2 separate regions of the Hordeum vulgare genome follow, and region 2 is linked to region 1. A link is a contact called in public Hi-C data. All regions are on one chromosome and are shown on one strand. The core of a region is the stretch at or near the end of the contact, and the rest is flanking DNA. Distances in the headings are between cores, read along the strand shown.

Region 1 (3,737 bases), core at 351-2,850:
CGAGCTCGAACAAAGAGGTGACCGTCACATTTTACTTCAGTGGTTGAAGCAGTAGTTCCATAGGTAGGTGATGGGCGTTGGCGTCAGTCTTAGAATATTCTTTGGTCTTTATTATAATTTTTCTTCTTGGTTTATGGTCCTTTGTGCAAAGACTAGGGTTTTGTTGTCTTTCTAGTTTTTTCATGTAGATGTTTAGGTGGCTTGTAACTTAAGACACGTATTGTCGTAAATAAAAGAACCAATCATTTTTGAGGCCGTGGATCTCACATTATTTATCTTGGCCTCCACATCTTCGCCTCGGCAATGACTCTAAACATATCTTGCTTTGGAGTTTAAAAAATGAGCCTTAAAACACAAAGGCTTATGGACTGGTTTCTAACAACTTTCACCCGTTCCAATTCAAGTAACAAAAATGTGTCAAGCTTATTATGATAAAGTATTGTTAGAGTGTGAGTGAACTATGACTTAAGCTCCCAGCTAGAATAAAAAGAGTCACATTTACAAGTATTGAAAGACAAGTTGCATTGAATTTTTAATGTGGTGTAAGTGGCGGAGCCAGGAAAATTAGATGAGGGGCCACTTGTTGGCTCATCACATCACACCATTTTAGCAACAGTTAATCAAATTTTTACATGCATATTAGCCTAAGTTCAGAGATGTTAGGGGGGTTCAGGGCCCCTGCTGGCCCCCTGTTCCTGCCACTGTGTGGTGTTCACATATTTCACTTAAGGATGACGGCGAGCATGCGGCTACCGATGCAAACATACATGTTGTGGGGGGTTCCTTGTCGACATCAGGTAGGGTGGCATCTACTTCTATTCATAGAGTTGACAACGGGTAAACTACCCTATGTACATGGTAGAAACACACATGAATCCTAATAAACACAGTCAAACCAAAGTAAAACAACATGAAAAGATATAACTAAAACGGTATTATGTCTCCAAAAACATTAGGCATGTACTTCATACATAGGAATTCTAAAAAGATATCTATGAACATTGTATACGACAATTGAGGCATTCTTCTCACTCGGCCATTCTGGGACAATTGCTCCTTGATGAAGTTGAATATGTGTGTGATCGTAGAAGATGGGCCTCACATGAGGCATTTTTCTCACTCGATCATTCTGGGTTGTTTGGTGGTTGGGTCACAAAGTAATTATAGAATTATAGTAAAACCAAAAAAATTCATATCCACGTAAAGGCAACTTTTTGAGTTTTTGTGTAAGAGAATCGTCTTCATTTTGTTTTGCAAAGATTTTCACATTTCCTCGCCATTTTCGTTTTCCCAAAATGCAGAAAGTAGTATTTGGACGCAACTCGGGAAAAAGGAGTATTTTGACGTGAATGTGGTTAAGTCCTATTATCTCGATAAAGAATGGTATGAATTGCCAGATTAGGCAAGGCGTGCTTACAACCGTAGGATAAATCCTCCCATCCCTATGCCTTTGAAAGTTTGAACGAGTCCACGTGCCTGCCTTCGGTACTTTTCAAACGACCCCACACCTCTCACCAAACTCCCGGTTGCCACATCGACTCGATCCTCTCCAGCCTCCACAACCCACATACATACGCGCGCGCACCCGCCCCTCATGGCGGCGCCAGTCAGAGACAGAGTACAAAAACGGCCATGAACCTTGGAGCCAGCGGCCTCCTAAGGTGAGACCGTGAGAGGGACGCCCGCACGGTGCGGTCGCGGTGCCTATGGACTCCGTCTTCGCGCTCGCGGCGGTGCCCCGGGCTCTCGTCCTGGAGCGCGCGGCGGCGCGCGTCCCCGGCTGCCTCTACCTCTGCCTCTGGGCGCCGGTGACCGCCCAGCTCCCATCCAGGTCCGTTCGTCGCGCCGCGGCGCCGTTGGTCTTCTCGAGTCTCTCTGTCCTTTGCTTGCTCTTCACGGCGTAGTTTGCTGTGGTGCTCCTCGCCAGCCATTTGTTCTGCTTGGACGCGTGGATCGCCGGCGGCGGCGGCGGTGCTCGCGCACGGGCGGGCTTCGAGGCGTACCGGGGGGCGCTCTGCGCCGTCGTAAGCGGGTACGCATTGCAGTGCACAGCTCGGTCCTCAGCTTCTTTGAGACCCGTATATTCTGTCTGACGGTGGCCGGTCGAGCATGCAGGTGCGTGCCCGGGTGGGCGTACAGGGAGGGCCGCGCCTACATGGAGCTGCCGGAGCCGGACCTGACGTCGTCGGCGTCGCTGCAGGTGCAGCAGCAGTTCTACCATGTCAGTCAGCGCCCACGAATACTTCTCTTCGTCTTGCACACTATCGATTGCGATAGTCCGGTCTGTGTTTGAACTTTGAAGCTGATGGCTGACCTTTGCTCGTTGCTCTTTGTTTGTTCGTGCAGGAAGCCGGCACGAAGGTACGTACATGAACGGCGACGCCTCGTTGTTTTTTACTATCTTTTACGCATTGCGTCAACGGGGCATGGGTTGAGCTGATGATCGCGCGCGGCAGATGGCGGTGTTCATGGGATGCGAGAGCGGCGAGATCGAGATCGGTCTGTCGACTACATCGGTGGCAGCGGCGGCCGTGGCGGATCACGTGCACCAGTCGTTCCTGGAGGACCTCCTCCAGCTGCCGCCGGCAGGGCTGTCGTCCTCGTCCTCCCCCGTGCCGTCGCTCTCCATCGGGAGCCCGGAGTACTCCTCTCTCATTCGCGCAATGGCGACGCCGGCAGCAACGGCGGGCGAGCCATCCACGCAGCCACTGCTGATGCATGCGTCGTCGCTGCCCGGCTTGCTCGCGCCGATCGTCGAAGCCAACGACTACGCCTTAATGGCGCAGGCAATGCTCGCGGCCATCCCCTCCCCCGGTGCGTCGACCACCTCCACGCCGCCGCCTCCGCCGTGTCCTCCCTGGCTGGCCAGCCACCGCTCGCAGCGGTCATCGCCGCGGCGGACGACGGCGTTCAAACCGTATCGCGCGGCGCTCTCGCCAAGGGCGCGGCCGCGGCCAGGCGCGCCGGGGCAGAGGATGATCAAGACATGCATGTCGCTCCTGGCAAGCGTGCACATGTCAATGCGCAACCAGCCGGAGCTCGCCGGCGCGCACCACGAGCCACCGCCGTCCAGCACCAGCCAGCTGCACCACGTGATCTCGGAGCGGCGCCGGCGCGAGCGGCTCAACGACAGCTTCCAGACCCTCAGAGCTCTGCTCCCTCCCGGGTCCAAGGTACGAACGACTCCAAACCAAAGATCATCTCGCCATGGATGCAAGATTCACAGCAACATCTCATCGTGATCGTTCATTCCTTCTGCAGAAAGACAAGGCCAACGTCCTTGCGAGCACGACAGAGTACATGGCCAAGCTGGTGTCCCAGGTGACCCAGCTCCGAGAGAGGAACCTGCAGCTCGAGGCGGAGCTCGGCCTGAACCCAAGCGCAAGCGATATCAATAACCCCTCGGGGAAAACAGTGGAGGTCGAGGTGACCACCGGGGCGTCGACGTCGACATCGACATCATCGACGACGCCGAGTCAGCAGCCGCGGGAGGTGGGCGTGCGGGTGACGGTGCGGGCGGAGTGCGACATGTCGGACATGCTGGTCTCGCTGCTCGCACGGCTGAAGGACGCCGGGGGTTTCATGGTGGTGGCCGCGGAGGCGAGGCAACAGAGCAGCGCGCTTGCACGGGCCAGCCTGACATTGCGGATGACGGTAACAGTTTTCCTCCATCCCATTTATTTGCAAAACCATATGGTCGCATGTTTGCACTAGTGGGTTCAACGAACATTCTACTC
Region 2 (3,693 bases), core at 64-2,563, 53 kb before region 1:
GAGCACTCATGCAATGGATGAGCGTAAGCAAGATATGTTGGCACTTAGGATGACAAATAAAATAATGATGGAAAAGAAAGACACAAATGTGTGAAAGACTAACATCAATGAGGACAACCATAGACGAGAGAAAGCCAAACGATAGATTCCCTGCGTTGAACTAATGCAATGCGACTATTGACATATATTACTGCTCGCGTTAGCCACGTGGCGTCGTCTCCAACACCAACATTATTTTTTAACAGTGGCCTCATATTAATGACGTCGGTGTCCATGCCAATAAGGTCAATTTTGTCACGCCATAGACACGAGAAGTTCACTTGTGAGCGGTCGATCGCTTTGTTGGTTGGACTTTCTTTTCTTTTTTCTTTGTTATTTTTCTTTTTCAATTTTCTCTAAGTTGTTTTGTTTTTCCTTTGTTTCACCTATGTCTTATTCACACTTTGCTTTTTTATTGTTTTTTGTTTCTTTCTCGGTTGTTATCAACTTTTCAGATTATCTTCGTTTCTATGTGTTTCTTTCTCTCGCTCCATTGGTTTTTTCTTTTATTTATTTTCTAATCCATCGGTTAATTATCCATTGGTTTTCATTTGCTTTTAATTTATTTTTCATCATTTTTTTCTCAATATGGGTTAACCTTTTTCAGTACAAATTCAATAGTTTTCTTATACATCAAAAATAGTTTTTGTATACACTTTTAATAACTTCAAATATATAATTAACATTATTTTTTAACTTATTTGATGAATTTTCTATAGATATTTAGCACCTTTATTATTATTTTATTAACCTTTTTGAAAAACATGATTAATATTTTTTACGTACACAAAAATGTTTGCTTAGCATTCTTCGAGTACAAGATTAATTATTTGAAAACACATCATTAACATCTTTTATAAACACATTTAACATTTTTCAAATGCTTGTTTTTTTTTCATACATGGTCAATATTTTTTAAGAACTTACATTTTTCAAATGCTTGATTAACACTTTACAAACACTTGTTTAAAATTCTTTTCAAATGAATGATTAAATGTTTTCCAACAAGTTATCAAGAATATTCATAGACATTATTTTTATGCATTTTTCCTATAAAATAGAAATATTTTTATATACATATTTAACATTTTCCACTTGATTGGATAATTTATTTTCAAGTTTTTATGTAAAATATGTTTTTAATATATTTATTTGTAATATTTGAAAGGATAAACTAAACTAAAAGAGGAAATAAAAAACAAAAGGGTGGCTCCCGCGTGCCTGGGCTGGCCCATCTTTCGCTCGACTCCACGCATGAGTCTCGTAGATCGGAAAACCCTATTCGTCCCTCGCTACGTCGCGTTGTCGGGGCTTTGCACAGAATACCCAGCCCTCATTACTGAGTGGGCCAGCCGTTTAAAGTTCAAACATCCCCAGTTTTGGGAACCTTTAGAGGTTTTCAGCCGTTTTTATTCGGTTGTGGAAAACTTCTACAAAGTTTCCTGAACCGGTTTTTCTTTGTTTTATTTTTTCTTTATTGTTTTCAGTTTTTGTTTCCAAAAATGTGCTGTAATTTCAAAAAATATATTGGTTTAAAAACTATTATTCACATTCGGAAAATATTTTTTGCTTTCTCAAAAAATATCTGGATTTGCAAAATTGGTTTTTCAAAAAATATTCTGGATTATCCAAAAATGTTCTTCAAAATCGATTTTTTCCCTCTTTAATAATTTGTTTTTGATTTTCGTAAAATCTTCTTGATTATCAAAAATACTCGGTATTTTTCAAAAATGTTCTTCAAATACGTTTTTTCTTTTTTGAAAAATGCCAAGATTTCCAAAATAAAATTGGATTTTCAAAAAGTTTTTGGATTTTTAGACTATATTTTGGATTTCTGAAACTTTTTTGGGATTTTCAAAGATTTTTCTTCAAACTGGAACATATATTTTCTTTAAAAACATGTTCTTGGTTTTCAATTTTATTTTTATTTTTACAAAAAGTGTTTGGGATTTTCAAAAAATGTTTTCAATTTACAAAATGAGTTCTAAAATTCGGAAAATATTCTTTCTTTTTAAGAAATTGTTCTCAATTTCAAATAGTTACGTTTTTCACAAACATTCATAATTTCAAAAAACGTTTGGAATTTTCCAAAAATGTACTATATTTTGAATAAATCAGTATTTTCAAAACAATGTTTGCTGTTTTCAGAAAATGTTCGTTATTTATGAAACAATGTTTGATATTTTTGAAAAATGTTCGGTATTTTCAGTAAATGTTCGAACTATCAAAACATGGTTCAATTCCTTATAAGTTTTATTCGAATTTTTAATGAATTTCGAATATTGTTCTTAAATTTCAAAAATTGTTCTTTCTTTTTAAAAGATGTTACAGATTTGGAAAAGTTATTGTTTTTCAAATTCCGTTCATAAATTCAAAAAGGTTTCTGGATTTTCATAAAATATTCTTCAAATTCGGAAAATGTTTCTGCTTAAAATACAAAAAGAAACGGGAAAATGAACCAAAAAATGGAAATAAGCAGAAAAGGAAAAAAATAAGAAAAAAATGGAAACGAAGCTGGGTCAGCCCATTCGGTGCTCCCCCAGTGGGGCGTGCGGACTTCCTGCCTCAAAGATTGGCAGGTAGGAGCTCCCACGTAGATCTCGCCGGAAGTGAGACATAGGGGCGCCCGAGAAGTTCTAAGGCCCAACTTTATGGTCTTGTCGCTGCAGTATGTTTTTTTACCTTTCTTTTCGAAAACAGCAAATCTAGTTTGTCTCAAAAATGGCGAATCCTATTTAGCGCCTGTGCCGGTTTATGGGCAAATTTGCTAACCGCACTTGCAGCGCGTTAGCTGGGCTCAACTCATCTTCACCTTTCTCATGTTGTAAGATGAAAAGAAAACCGTCGTTGTTACAATTCGAACCGAGGACCTATCGGTCAATAGTGCGCCCGAGAAGTTCTAAGGCCCAACTTTATCGTCTTGTTGTTGCAGTATGCTTTTTTACCTTTCTTTTCAAAAACAACAAATCTAGTTTGTCTCAAAAAAAGGCGAATCTTATTTAGCGCCTGCGCCGGTTTATAGGCAAATTTGCTAACCGGCACCTGCAACGCGTTAGCTGGGCTCAGCCCATCTTCTCCTTTCTCCTGTCGTAACAGGAAAAGAAAACCAGTGTTGTTACGATCCAAACCTAGGACCTATCGGTCAATAGTGTGATGGACCTATCGGTCAATAGTGTGATGGAGTAACCACTACACCACCCTGCGTTAGCTGCTCAGGTATTGCTCCTACGTCTTTTCTTTCTTCATTTCTTTTTTTTCACTTTTTTCTTTTTTCTTTTTTCGGCTTTGTTCTTATTCGTCTTTGTTTTTAATTGCACAAACTTTATTCAAAATTTGGTGAACTTTTTTAATTATGATGAACTATGTTTTTGATAAATTATGGTGAACTTTATTCAAAATAGATGATTTTTTTTACAAAATCTGTGAACTTTTTTCAAATTTGATGAACTTTAAAAAAATGATGAACTTTTATCAAATTCGATGATCTTTTTTTCAAATTCGGTGATTGTTTTTCAAAATCTGTCAACTTTTTTTAATTCGATGAATTGTTTTCAAAATGACGAACTTATATAAAATTTGATGAACTTTTTCAAAATTGATGAACATTTTTAAAATCCAATGAACTTTTTAAAAAAAGATGAACTTTTTTCAAAT

Evidence for each region. A called contact is a pair of places that touch in the nucleus more often than the background predicts.
Region 2: a Hi-C map of leaf shows a contact between it and region 1, with 4 times the contacts expected there. The contact joins the enhancer-like site here to the promoter of LOC123407313 in region 1. A contact is called at or near these places in 2 of 6 Hi-C or Micro-C datasets (leaf and seedling).

What each region holds. Positions count from the first base shown.
Region 1 is chr7H:505,121,256-505,124,992 of MorexV3_pseudomolecules_assembly, reverse strand. LOC123407313 (putative transcription factor bHLH041) reads left to right here and starts at 1,600. Exons shown (of 7, transcript XM_045100419.1): 1 at 1,600-1,831; 2 at 1,928-2,032; 3 at 2,116-2,221; 4 at 2,347-2,361; 5 at 2,457-3,173; 6 at 3,262-3,654. The coding sequence starts at 1,707.
Region 2 is chr7H:505,174,436-505,178,128 of MorexV3_pseudomolecules_assembly, reverse strand. No RefSeq gene overlaps it. Among protein-coding and RNA genes, the nearest start is that of LOC123410669, 12 kb to the left of the region's middle. Within about 2 kb of position 1,313, at least 2 of the 3 cell types and tissues checked have open chromatin away from gene starts, as enhancers often do. A contact at or near this core is called in leaf, where this site is marked.